Regions from separate parts of the Mus musculus genome. Here regions 2 and 3 are each linked to region 1. Evidence: chromatin contacts called from public HiCAR-type and promoter capture Hi-C data. All regions are on one chromosome and are shown on one strand. The core of a region is the stretch at or near the end of the contact, and the rest is flanking DNA. Distances in the headings are between cores, read along the strand shown.

The links. Promoter capture Hi-C pulls out the DNA fragments that hold promoters and counts their contacts. HiCAR-type assays count read pairs that join an accessible place to other places.
Region 2: a contact with region 1 is called in a HiCAR-type map of astrocytes, with 2.7 times the contacts expected there. The contact joins the promoter of Dtl here to the enhancer-like site in region 1. A contact is called at or near these places in 15 of 39 promoter capture datasets (the 3T3-L1 cell line, 3T3-L1-derived adipocytes, the C10 cell line and 12 more), 1 of 15 datasets of contacts at CTCF or cohesin (the NIH/3T3 cell line), 30 of 484 Hi-C or Micro-C datasets (the AML12 cell line, B cells, the C10 cell line and 22 more), 31 of 115 datasets of contacts at active chromatin or transcription factors (the 230-238 cell line, DN3 thymocytes, the HPC-7 cell line and 24 more) and 3 of 9 other capture datasets (adipose tissue, liver and pancreatic islet).
Region 3: a promoter capture Hi-C map of hippocampal neurons shows a contact between it and region 1, with 2.1 times the contacts expected there. The contact joins the promoter of Vash2 here to the enhancer-like site in region 1. A contact is called at or near these places in 8 of 39 promoter capture datasets (the 3T3-L1 cell line, the C10 cell line, the HPC-7 cell line and 5 more), 1 of 15 datasets of contacts at CTCF or cohesin (the NIH/3T3 cell line), 4 of 484 Hi-C or Micro-C datasets (the G1E-ER4 cell line, embryonic stem cells and liver), 6 of 115 datasets of contacts at active chromatin or transcription factors (bone marrow-derived dendritic cells, embryonic midbrain, embryonic stem cells and 2 more) and 2 of 9 other capture datasets (embryonic stem cells and pancreatic islet).

The regions. Positions count from the first base shown.
Region 1 is chr1:191,290,300-191,294,221 of GRCm38.p6, reverse strand. No RefSeq gene overlaps it. Among named protein-coding and RNA genes, the nearest start is that of Nenf, 26 kb to the left of the region's middle. Within about 2 kb of position 1,596, at least 132 of the 459 cell types and tissues checked have an H3K27ac peak or open chromatin away from gene starts, as enhancers often do. A contact at or near this core is called in the AML12 cell line, the NIH/3T3 cell line, astrocytes and 13 more, where this site is marked.
Region 2 is chr1:191,573,822-191,577,463 of GRCm38.p6, reverse strand. Dtl (denticleless E3 ubiquitin protein ligase) reads left to right here and starts at 1,920. Exons shown (of 15, transcript NM_029766.3): 1 at 1,920-2,115. The coding sequence starts at 2,064. Ints7 (integrator complex subunit 7) reads right to left here and starts at 1,828. Exons shown (of 20, transcript NM_178632.6): 1 at 1,513-1,828. The coding sequence starts at 1,606.
Region 3 is chr1:190,977,227-190,981,043 of GRCm38.p6, reverse strand. Vash2 (vasohibin 2) reads left to right here and starts at 2,046. Exons shown (of 8, transcript NM_144879.2): 1 at 2,046-2,338; 2 at 2,457-2,863. The coding sequence starts at 2,588.

The sequences.
Region 1 (3,922 bases), core at 347-2,846:
GGGTTAAGTACTCTGACAAACAACTCCGGGGAGAGCTTGTTTTAGTTTACAACTCCAGGTTACAGACCATGACAGTGACGAGGCCAAGGCAGGAAGCCGAAGCAGCCAGCCACAGCTGTGAAGAAAAGGAATCCATACATATTTACTGCTCAGCTCTCTTCCTCCACTCTTACATTGTCCAGGGCCCTGCCTACTGTGCCTAGTGTTGCCACAGTAGGTCGGTCTTTCCACCGCCATTAAGGTAATCAAGACAGTCCCACCACCACCAAGGCCAATCTGATCTAAAGAATCTTTCACTGAGACTGTTGCCAGTCTAGTCTACCTTGTATCATTTGTACAATTAAAAAGTATCACAGGTATCAGAGATAGCTTAGCAGTTAAAGGCTAGGCTCACAACTTGAACACTAGCCACCATAGGGGCTGAGAGATAGCTCAGCCTTTAAAGGCTAGGCTCACAATTGAAACACTAGCTACCACACTGTCTTAGTTAGGGTTTTATTGCTATGAACAGACACCATGACCAAGGCAAGTCTTATAAAAAAACATTTAATTGGGACTGGCTTACAAGTTCAGGGGTTCAGTCCATCATCATCAAGGTGGGAGCAGGGCAGTATCCAGGCTGGCATGGTCCAGGCAGAGCTGAGAGTTCTACATCTTCATCCAAAGGCTGCTAGTGGAAGACTGACTTCCAGGCAACTAGAGTGAGAGTCTTAAGCCCGTACCCACAGTGACACACCTACTCCAACCAGGTCACACCTATTCCAACAAGGCCACACCTCCAAATGGTGCCACTCCCTGGCCCAAGAATATACAAACCATCACACACCCTGTCCATCACACACCCTGTCCACACACCCTGTCCATCACACACCCTGTCCATCACACACCCTGTCCATCACACACCCTGTGCCTTGCTGTTCTTTCTGATCTCATTTTGTGTGAACACTAACATCCTCCCTACAGTGCTGCTCTGAGGATGATGTCAGACCATGTATGTGAAGGGAAATGTGGAGCTTGCATGGGATGTTGTATCCATCAGCAGCTCACAGCAGAGCTGGACCACACAACGTGGTTAGAGTTGTCACTGGTGGCAGTCACCTGCGGCAACCTGCTTTATATTTCTGGTTAAAATTTCCTCATACATAAAATGGGACTGTCATATGGTGCCCAGTGGGGAATGACGTAGAGTTGCGCTTGCCCTTGGTGCCCTGCCCCCTCTGCACTTGGCCTTGAAAAGGACTATGTGAGCAACTGATTATATTCCTTCTGGAATGGTGAGCTGTGTCTCCTCTGTGTTGGAGACACCAGGTGTGATGAAGAATTTGGAGCAAAGGACCCCAGCCACACTCAGCTTCCACCTGTCTACCTCTTCTCTGAAGTCCCCAACCCTGATTCTTGATCTAATTACCTCTGTCCCCAGAGCTGTCCTACAACCTCCTTGGTCATCTGTCAGCCACTTGGGACAGAGGCAGAGAGCCACTTATTCCTCCTAGGAGGGGCTGCTCTGCCCTGGGAGGGGGATACCCCACGCATCACTTAAGGGCTGACTGCCCAGCTCCAGGCAAGTGTATTCGAGTGCCAATGCCAGGCAGGCTCAGATGAATCACCTCCCGTTCCATGTGGTCACCCTGGCTGGCAACAGAGGCCCTGTGTGCTTCTCTGTGTGGTTTCTTTCCATTCCGTGAGTCAGAAGGCACCAGTCACTGGCCATGTGATGCCGTAGTCTCCTGCCAAGGAACAGTGGCAAAGAATTTCTGGAAAACCCTGGAAGGACAAGGGAGGGCAGATGTGGTTGCCAGAAACAGGCCTGAGCTGAGAGGGCTGGATGCAATCTTGTGAGATTAGCATGGGGAAAGGGGCTCTGGTCTCATGAGGCCAAAGGCCCCTATAGTAGCAGCAGCTGCTGGGTGTAGGGCCAAACCTGGTTTCCCTGTGGTGGAATAACATGATCATTTGGTCTAATTATAAGCAGAAAGCTTTTTGTAATGTAAAAAATCTTGGTCATTTAAGAACTATAAAAAGGAAGAACTGCCCCTAGCAGACACTTTTTATTTATTAATTTCTTTAGTGTTGGCCTTTATAAAAAAAGGATGAAGAAGTAAAAGGAGGAGGAAGAGGAAGAGGAGGAGGAGGAGGAAAAAGAGGAGGAGGAGGAGGAGAGGAGGGGGAGGAGGAAGAGGAGGAGAGGAGGGGGAGGAGGAGAGGAGGGGGAGGGGAGGAAGAGGATGAGGAAGAGGAGGAGAGGAGGGGGAGGAGGAGAGGAGGGGGAGGGAAGGAAGAGGATGAGGAAGAGGAAGAGGAAGAAGAAGATCATTAGACTGTTCTGTCCTGGAACTCACTATGTAGACCAGGCTGGCCTCAAACTCACAGAGATCTGCCTACCTCTGCTCCTGAGTGCTAGGATTAAAAACATGGGCCACTATACCTGGCTGACTTATTATTTCTTTAATTATGTGTATGTGTAGGGGTATGTGCACATGTGTGCAGGTGATTGCAGAAGCCAGGAGCATCAGACACCCTAGAAAACTGGTTACAGTTGGCTGTGAGCCACCTGCCATGGGTGCTGGGAATGGATCTGTCCTCTTCAAGAGCGAGATGGTTCTGGCTGACAAGCCAGCTCCCCAGCCTCTAGTTTTCTGGCTTTTTGCTACTCACTGTGTAGCCAGGCTGGTTTCAAAGCTACTATGTAGCTCGAGCTGGCCTCTGGTTATGGAGTGCTGGGATTACAGACCTGCACCACCACAGACACTGTTCCAGCTTGCCAAGATGTTTCCTGTACATACATAGTGCCACCTGCCTGCCCCTGGCCTGTCATACTGCTGGACACTGCCCAAGTCTGGTCTTGATATTACCTGATGCCTGGGATACTGCGACTCTAGGTCCCTAGGATGGCAGTCAGCACAGAGTCAGCGGCCTCCCTTCTTGTGCTCCCTGGCCCCTGAAGGTGTCTTTTTTTTTTTTTTTTAAGATTTATTTATTTATTATATGTAAGTACACTGTAGCTGTCTTCAGACACACCAGAAGAGGACGTCAGATCTTGTTACGGATGGTTGTGAGCCACCATGTGGTTGCTGGGACTTGAACACTGGACCTTTGGAAGAGTAGTCGGGTACTCTTACCCACTGAGCCATCTCACCAGCCCTGAAGGTGTCTTAAAGGCTAAACGAGTCTCAACCAAATATGAGAAGACCCTTTGCTCAGAGCCTCAGGATTTACCACACCATCCCTGAGAGTCTGTGGATAGCTGGTTCCACATAACGACCAATGAGGATGTCACACATTCTAGCATTCTGGCTTTATTCCTAAGGAAGAGTTATAATAAATGAACTACCCAGTATATTCCTTATTGTAACTGTTAATGTGGTCATGTATGTGTGTGTGTGCCTTTGTGTGTGCATGTGCATGCATGCATGTATTAGTGTGTGTGTGGTATGTGGTATGTATGTGGAATGTGGTGGTCTGAGGGAGAAATGTCCTCCATAGGCTCAGGTATTTAGATGCTTGGTCCCCAGTTGCTTGACTGTTTGGGGAGGCTCTGGAACCTGTAGGCTTTCTGGTGGATGTCCATTAGTGAGAGAGAGTGGGTGTTGGGAGTTTCTAACCTCACTCGCAGTGTGCTCTTCTTGCTTTGTAGTTACTGTTGAAGATGCGATTTCTCCACTTCCTGATCCTGCTGCCATGTCTGCTGCTTCTGCCACCGCTCCCTGCCAGGATGGACTCCAGCCCTCCAGGATCATATGCTTAAACAACCCTTCCTTCTATAAGTTGCCCTTGTGGTCCTTTTTATCCCAACAACAAAAGGTACTGATAATAGCATTACCATACAGAATAGTATTAGTCCTTAGCGGGTTTTTGTTGTTGTTATTTGGTTTTGTTTTTCAAGACAAGGTTTTTCTATGTAGCCCTGGATGCCCTGGAACTC
Region 2 (3,642 bases), core at 671-3,170, 280 kb before region 1:
TTTTAATTATGTGTATGTAGGGGGAGGGAGAGATGGGTGTATAACAGACCCTCTAGAGTTACAGGCAGTTGTGAGGTTTGGGGTGTGAGTGCTGAGAACTGAACTCTGGTCCCACAAAACAGCAGTGTGGCCTCTTAAAGGCTAAGTCATCCCTACAGCCGCAGCATCTTTTTTTTTTTTTTAATGTAAACCTTATTTCATTGTTATTGTATGTATGTGTGCACATGTGTGTGACTGTCAGGCTTGCACAGGAAGTGTTTCACACAGTAAACCATCACACTGGCTCACAACACTTAGAAGGTAACTCTGGATGTCCTTCCTTTCCTTGCTCCATATCCTTACCCTGCTCTACAACACTATCTACTCTTAGCCTGGGACAAGATTAGCTACGCTAGAGCCATACACATTTCGGTGGGAAGGGAGTTGGCACTGAATAAAACAGTGTAATGGGCCACATCAGGTCTAGGACTTGGGAGGCTGAGGATCAAAAGTTGAGAGTTATCCTTGGCTTTAGGGAGTACAGGCCAACCTGGATGTCACAGACTTTAGTAAAACGTAAAAAACTCTTACCTGTAACTGGTTTCAAACTTGGACAAGGAACTAAGGTGCATATTTAACATGCCAAAGTCTAATTGACCTCCAGGTTCTCTCAGCATCCCCCAGTCCCTACTTGGCACACCCTGCCCCCCAGACTTGAACTTACAGATCCTTGGTTTCCAGTCCCGTTCTCTACAGGTTACACACTGGCTACAGTTAACCAAGAATTGCCTATAGTGTAAAAACCTTGGCAGGAAACTGAAGCAAAGGTCTCACATTTACACAGGACTTCTTTATGGATAGCTATCTGTCAAAGTCCCTCTTCAGCCTTTAATAAAGGCATCTTTTCGCATACCACTGCCATTTAACATTTACAACAGCTGACATACTGTGCCCACTTTGCTGACATATCGAGGCTAGATGATAATGCCGCATTCCATAATCACTTTAGTAGAACTGGAATTTAACTCCTAACCCTAAAATTTTTTCTCTTAGCTACCTGTATAAGGGGAACTAACTCGTGGAACTTGTGTGCAGAGAATGAGCGCGTTCAGCCAAGCTTTTCGGATGTTCTCATCCACATGGAACCTGCTTTAGAACGCGCAATTGACAGTCTCGCAAGACAAATCGCTGTAAAACGCTCAGAAAATCATTTGGCTCTCTTAATGAAGGCTTCACCTGCACTGAACGTTTTAAAAAATAATCTCAAAATTCAGCACTTTATCTTATTTGCTGCCTGGGAAACCAGAGACTGTGCCCCCAAGTGGTCAAAGGCATCCTCGCAAGCACGAGCCTCTGCTCCAACTGTGCAAGGCTACTCCAGCAACCCTGCATGCGCCTAAGCGCTGGCTCCAAGACTAGCAGCCGTGCTTCCCGCCCCATACATCGGCGCATGCGCCTTTCTAGCCTCTGTAGCTGCCGCCACTAGGTGGCGCCACTCCCCCCAGACGCTTCGCCCGCGTCCCTCCTCCGTACCTTTGTCCAGTTCCATAAGAGCGGAATTAGCGTCCAGCTCCTGTTCGCCATAGCCGGCATCGGCCAGGAACGACTTGGTTGAGTTTGACGCCATGACCCGGACAGTTACCCGACTCGCCCAGTCACAAAGATTGCAAACTCTACCCCAGCACCGCCATCTTCTCCCGCCGCGGTCTCGCGGATTTTTCCCTCCGCGCGCTGTCAGGCAGTGTACGCATGCGCCTCGGTCGCCCCGCGGTTCGCCAGTTCCTCTCTGGGCCCCCCCGCGCAGGCGCTCAGGGAGCCTGTGAACCTTGGGTTCCCGCGGCTGAGCGAGAGGGAGGCGGAGCTTAGGATGGGGGCGAGCCTTCGAGGCGCCAGGACGCTGCGACGAGAGCCAATCAGAAAGCGTGACGTCAGTTTGGCGCGGAGTTTGGCGGCCGGGGCTCTTAGTGGCGGGAGTTGGAGGCGAAACCGCGCCGCGTTGTGGAGGGTGCAGACGGCGGCTCCTGTGGAACTTGGGGGCGATCTTCTCGGCGTTCCCCTCAGCTGAGCCTTCTCCTCAGGCCCAGATGCTCTTCAACTCGGTACTCCGCCAGCCGCAGCTCGGCGTCCTGAGGAACGGTGAGTAACGGCCCCAACGGCCGCTGGCCGTGGCGGGAACCACCTCCCCCCAGGCGCTCCACCTTGGATCGCTGCCGACTGTGGGCCTCCAGGTCTCCCGCGGCCGGAGCGAATCCGGGCGAGCGAGGACCGCCGAAGAACATCGTGCTTGGGTTCCTTCCGGACGCTTTTCACCGTAATCGAGCTTTTTAGTTCGGAACGGAGGCCGAAGTTAGGACGCTCAGTGGCGTCCCGGGCCCCTGGCTGCTTACGTCAATATCGCGCGTTAACTAGAGAGTGCACGCTTGTGAGAGTCGGGGGTGGGAGACGCTTTGGCACCAGCGATGTGCCTGCCGTCTCTGCAGAACCTTAGCGATCCCTGCAAGTTCGTTGTGCACCAGCGCGCATGGCCCGCAGTTAAGGAACTCAATCTTAAGGCGCCAAAGTCCCCTCCCCCATCTCTGCAGGCTCTGAAAAGTCCTAAAATACAGACTAAAAGATGCCCATAGCCACACCCACGAGGTGACCACGGGTAATGGATGGAAGGGTATTGTTCCAAATGTGTCTTGATGCCGAGGTACTTCCAGAAATGGGATTAAACTCGTTTTTCTCTTCACGGTGGAATTCAGCCATGTTCTCCTGTTAGCATATAGAAAGCCAGCTCATCTCCTACAGTACTCTTAAAAACATTGGCAATCTGAGATGCGATTAGGCTGATGTGTTGTTAAACTAAGACCTTGAAGAGTGGTCCTAAGAATGTTGAGAAGAGGAAAAGCTCCTTGAGGTCCTGCCCGGATCTAAAACTTTGTAGTCGTATTCCCTCTGTGGATACTCTTGTAGTTACATTCTGCCTCTTTCTCTGCTCGAACTTTACAAAAGTTACTTCGCCCTGTGTTAGGAATGGCCGCCCTGCACAATGGTTGTGAGCGGTCTTCGGAGCGTCTGAGTTTCAACTCCACCTCTTTTCCTATGTGCTACATTTTCTGTCTACCCACTTTTCAGTCTGTCGTTCCGGCTTACAGATAGCCAGACAGACGTTCAGTGATAGGCACTGGCATTCATTGATTGTTACCTCCTGAAGTCTGCATCTCTTTTCCCCTCCGGTGTTGCTGGGCCTTAAATGATTATAGCCGTAAGTAAGGATTCTACTGCTGCTACACTCTTCCATTCCCTATGTTTTGGGTTAATTTCTGTAAAAGCTGTATGTATTGAACTTAATCTAGACAGTTAGGCATACAAGCATCTTATATTCTAATGCCCCAAACTGAGTTGGCTTCTTCCCAATTTTTGGGAGTGACATTATTTTAAACTGGTGTCCCCAGCTAAAACTTAGACTCCATATTCCTCATTATGACATTTTCAAAAGAAAAAAAAGAAATCCCTTAAGTCTGCTTGAATCTCTTTTTCCATCCCCACAGATTCAGCCTCTTTACCTCAAACTGAGTCTTCCATTTTCTCTATTCCATCCCCACCATTGGGCCTGATACTTTACTCCCTGATCATAACAAGCCTCTAAATGTGCCTTTAGTTTCCTTTCTCTACCGATAT
Region 3 (3,817 bases), core at 797-3,296, 310 kb after region 1:
GGTAGGTTTAGAACCCAGGTTGCCTCCATTGATCCTCTACTGATCCTGGCTCCCACCCTGCCTGCCTCATAGAGGTTTCCATCCCAACTCCCACATAGAGCTGAGCAGCCAGAAACTAGTCCTAGGCAGGGCTCTTCCCCATGGTGTCCAGCTGGGAGATTTGCTTCCCATGGTTGACAGACAGGCTCCTAGATGTTCCAAAGAAAGTTACATGACCTAAGAGCCAAAGGGGCTCTGGTTTTCCTCACAGAGCAGATGAACTGTGTGTCCTGGGATACACAACTCAGCAAGAGACAAACCTAGACTTATTGGACCTCAGGGTCAGCAGTCTGTGGCTTCTTCCACTTTGGCTTGCTCTTTCTCAAAATAAAAGTAAGAGAGAGAGGAAGTGAGAGAGGGAGGGTGGGATGGAGGAAGCAAGAAGGAAGACACTATCACTAAGAAAAAGGTACTTTGGGCTGGTGAGATGGCTCAGTGGTTACTGGCTGGTCACCAAGCCCGAGGTCCTGAGTTTGACCCCTGGAACCTATGTGGTATAATGAGAGAATGGCCACCAGTACTTTGTCCTCTGATCTCGACACACACACACACACACACACACACACACACACACACTCCACACGTACACCTACATACTTACACACGCTCTCCAAATCCGTACACCTGCACACTTACACACGACAAATGCAAAATGTAAAAGGTTTAAAAATATTTATTTCTAATATTTTTAAATTACATGTCTTTGCATATATGTCAGAGTCAGCACAAACATGAGAGCGCAGGTGCCCAGGAGGCCCAACTTGTGTGATCCTCCTGAAGCTGAGAACGGGTGCTGAACCCAAAGTGCTGGTCTTCCTTAAAGACAGTGATCTTAACTCGCTGAACCCAATACTCCAGCCTCACGTATAAACACACACACACACACACACACACACACACACACACCACACCACACACACACCACACACCACACACACACACACACACACACACACACGGGCTGGGGGGGAGGGAGGGGGAGAGAGAGAGGGAAAGAGAGAGAGAGAGATAGAAGGAAGAAGAAGAAGAAGAAGAAGAAGAAGAAGAAGAAGAAGAAGAAGAAGAAGAAGAAGAAGAAGGGAAGGAAGGAAGGAAGGAAGGAAGGAAGAGGAGGAGGAGGAGGAGGAGGAGGAGGAGGAGGAGGAGGAGGAGGAGAAGACGACAAAGAGGAAGACGACGACAAAGAAGAGGAGGAGAAGCTGTGGGAAGGCCACTCCCTTGGCTTCAAGCATCCCTCTACAGTGACTACAGAACAGAAGGGGCTCGAATTGCCTCTCACAGCAGCTTGGGTTGAAGAACCTTGTTATCCACATCTACTAATAGAGGATTCAGGGCTGTACACACTTGTTAATCTGGGGAGAAACTTGTAATGGAGAATTTAAATAAGTATTAAAGTTGGCCTTTCCTAGAGCCACCCAGAGCCCTGTGTAGTCACTGTGCCCAGCTCCTCGACCAACACTGCTCCACCAGGCCCACTACTTCCTTATCTCATCTCCGGAGCTTAGCTGCTGCGCCTCTGCCCGAGGGAAACTGGATCTTAGTCCCTGGACAGTCGCTCCAGCTCCGCGGGGCTCCCAGGATACTGCAGCATCGGATTTCGCGTGGCAGCCCAGCTTCCCTAACTCGTATCCCCTCCCGCCCGGGAACCCTGGAACCAATCGCAGAGACGCAGAGCTCCGGGTTGTAGAGTCCCAAGCTCGGGACCCGCCCCTCTTTGTTGCGGTGTCCAATGGCCGCATTCGGAACATCGGCGGCTGCCCGGGTGACTCAGTTATATGTCACAGAATAACATTCGAGAATGGGACATGGAATGAGGCGACGACCGCCTCAACCCCAACAGCCTTCTGCAGCAATGAGGCCGGCCCGAGGTGGGTCCCCGGGCCCCGCGCGCGTCGTGGCGGCCCGCAGCTGCCACTCGCGGTGCCCGCGCGGGACCCGCGGGAAGGGGGCGGCGCTGCGCTTGCCCGGGAACCCCGGCTGGAGCCGCCCCTCTCGCGCCAGGGTTCGGGGGGCTTCCGGGAAGACGCCAGGCCTCCCTAACAAGCAGAGGCTGCTGCGGCTCCCTCGCGCCAACCCCGGGCGCTCACGTGCCCGCTCGCTGTGGGACCGTGGCAGTCCACCACATCTGGGGACCCAGGGATGCGTGAAGCTGGAGGGGACCCTCGAGTCTTCTTGCTACACAGCTGTCTTGCTTTTTCCTACCCCGTCCCCTCCTCACCCCGCGCTCCTTGCATGCCTCCCCATCCCCGAGTGCAGCTGGGTGTGAGGCTTCGTGGCGTCTTTCCAGCCGCCTTGCTAGGTAATCGGCGGGGCTGGAAGCTCGCGTTAGTCCTGAAGGGTGGGTCTGGGGCAGCGAGGCGGGAACCCCCATGCCTGTCTTATTGAGCTGCAGTGTCTGCTGTTTCCACTGCTTTCAGGCCCGGTCGGTGAGCGGGGTTCCCTTCGTGTGTCCTACGGCCGCGAGAGTTAAAGGCCACCCCAACCTCCCGCGGGGCCCTGATCCCCGGCGTGCCGGCGTCCTCCGCCCCCTTGCCGTGTGCCCCTCATCATGACCGGCTCTGCCGCCGACACTCACCGCTGCCCCCACCCCAAAATCACCAAAGGCACCCGATCCCGGAGCAGCCACGCGCGGCCCGTGAGCCTCGCCACCAGCGGGGGCTCCGAGGAGGAGGACAAAGACGGCGGGGTGCTGTTCCACGTGAACAAGAGCGGGTTCCCGATCGATAGCCACACCTGGGAGCGGATGTGGCTGCACGTTGCCAAGGTCCACCCCAGAGGGGGAGAGATGGTAGGCGCCATCAGAAACGCTGCCTTCCTGGCTAAGGTCAGTGGCTTCGCTGGAAAGGGTGGGATGGGATGGGCGGGTTGGCAGGGATGGGACCTGCTCAGCCCATCCTTGGCAGGGCAGGGAGAAGAGACCTCGTGTCCAGCTACTGAGTCCTGTTCTGCTGCCAAGAGGAGCAGGCAGGGGGCTTGCTGGCTAAGCTCTGAGGTTGGGCTGAGCCAAATCCATTATGTATTCAGCTCCTGTAATATCTTCATCAAAAGCTAATGTCACCAGGTCAACACCAACCACTCCAAGAAAGCATAGAACCCCAGGGTCCACCCTATCTGCCCTCCGTGAGTGTTTTACCTCCCCCCCCACCCCCAGGTCTCCCTAGCAAATGACTTATGGAGTGAATTTGTAATCAATCAGCCAGACTTCTCAGTGTGAATCATTCCTAGAGTTTTTGCTAACCATCTTCATCTTCATCATCACACTCTTCCTATCCTTTTATGACAGTGATTTTTGATTTTTACCTCTGAAGCTTACAGAGAACAGTGACCTGTCCCTTACCAGCTTAATCTGGCGCCAATGAAGCATTTGGCTGTGGCTTAAAGGGACTTTCCAGGACACTGGATGAATTAGTCTCTGGAGTAAAGGGAGACACCAAGTGACCCTCTCTTTTTTACTCGGGAGAGCAGCCAGGGAGCAACTGAGCTCAGTGGCCAAGGATATGGTTACAGAGAGACATGTTCTCTGGTGGGAGTGTCGTGTTATATAAAATGAAAACCTGGAGTGTGGCCATGGAGGTGGCTTCCCTGGACCCCAGGGATCCCGTTTGCTGAGCAGGACTCCTGAGAGGTGCAGGAATCACATATCCCAGAGACATGGCAGCAGTCAGTCCCGGTCCTGGCTGGCGACAGCTGAGCATGCAAGCCTGCAGGCCAGAAGGCTGTGTGTGTCCTTGGGGAAGTGGAGGATGTTCTCTGCTTCCTGCTTCATCGTGTTTTATTA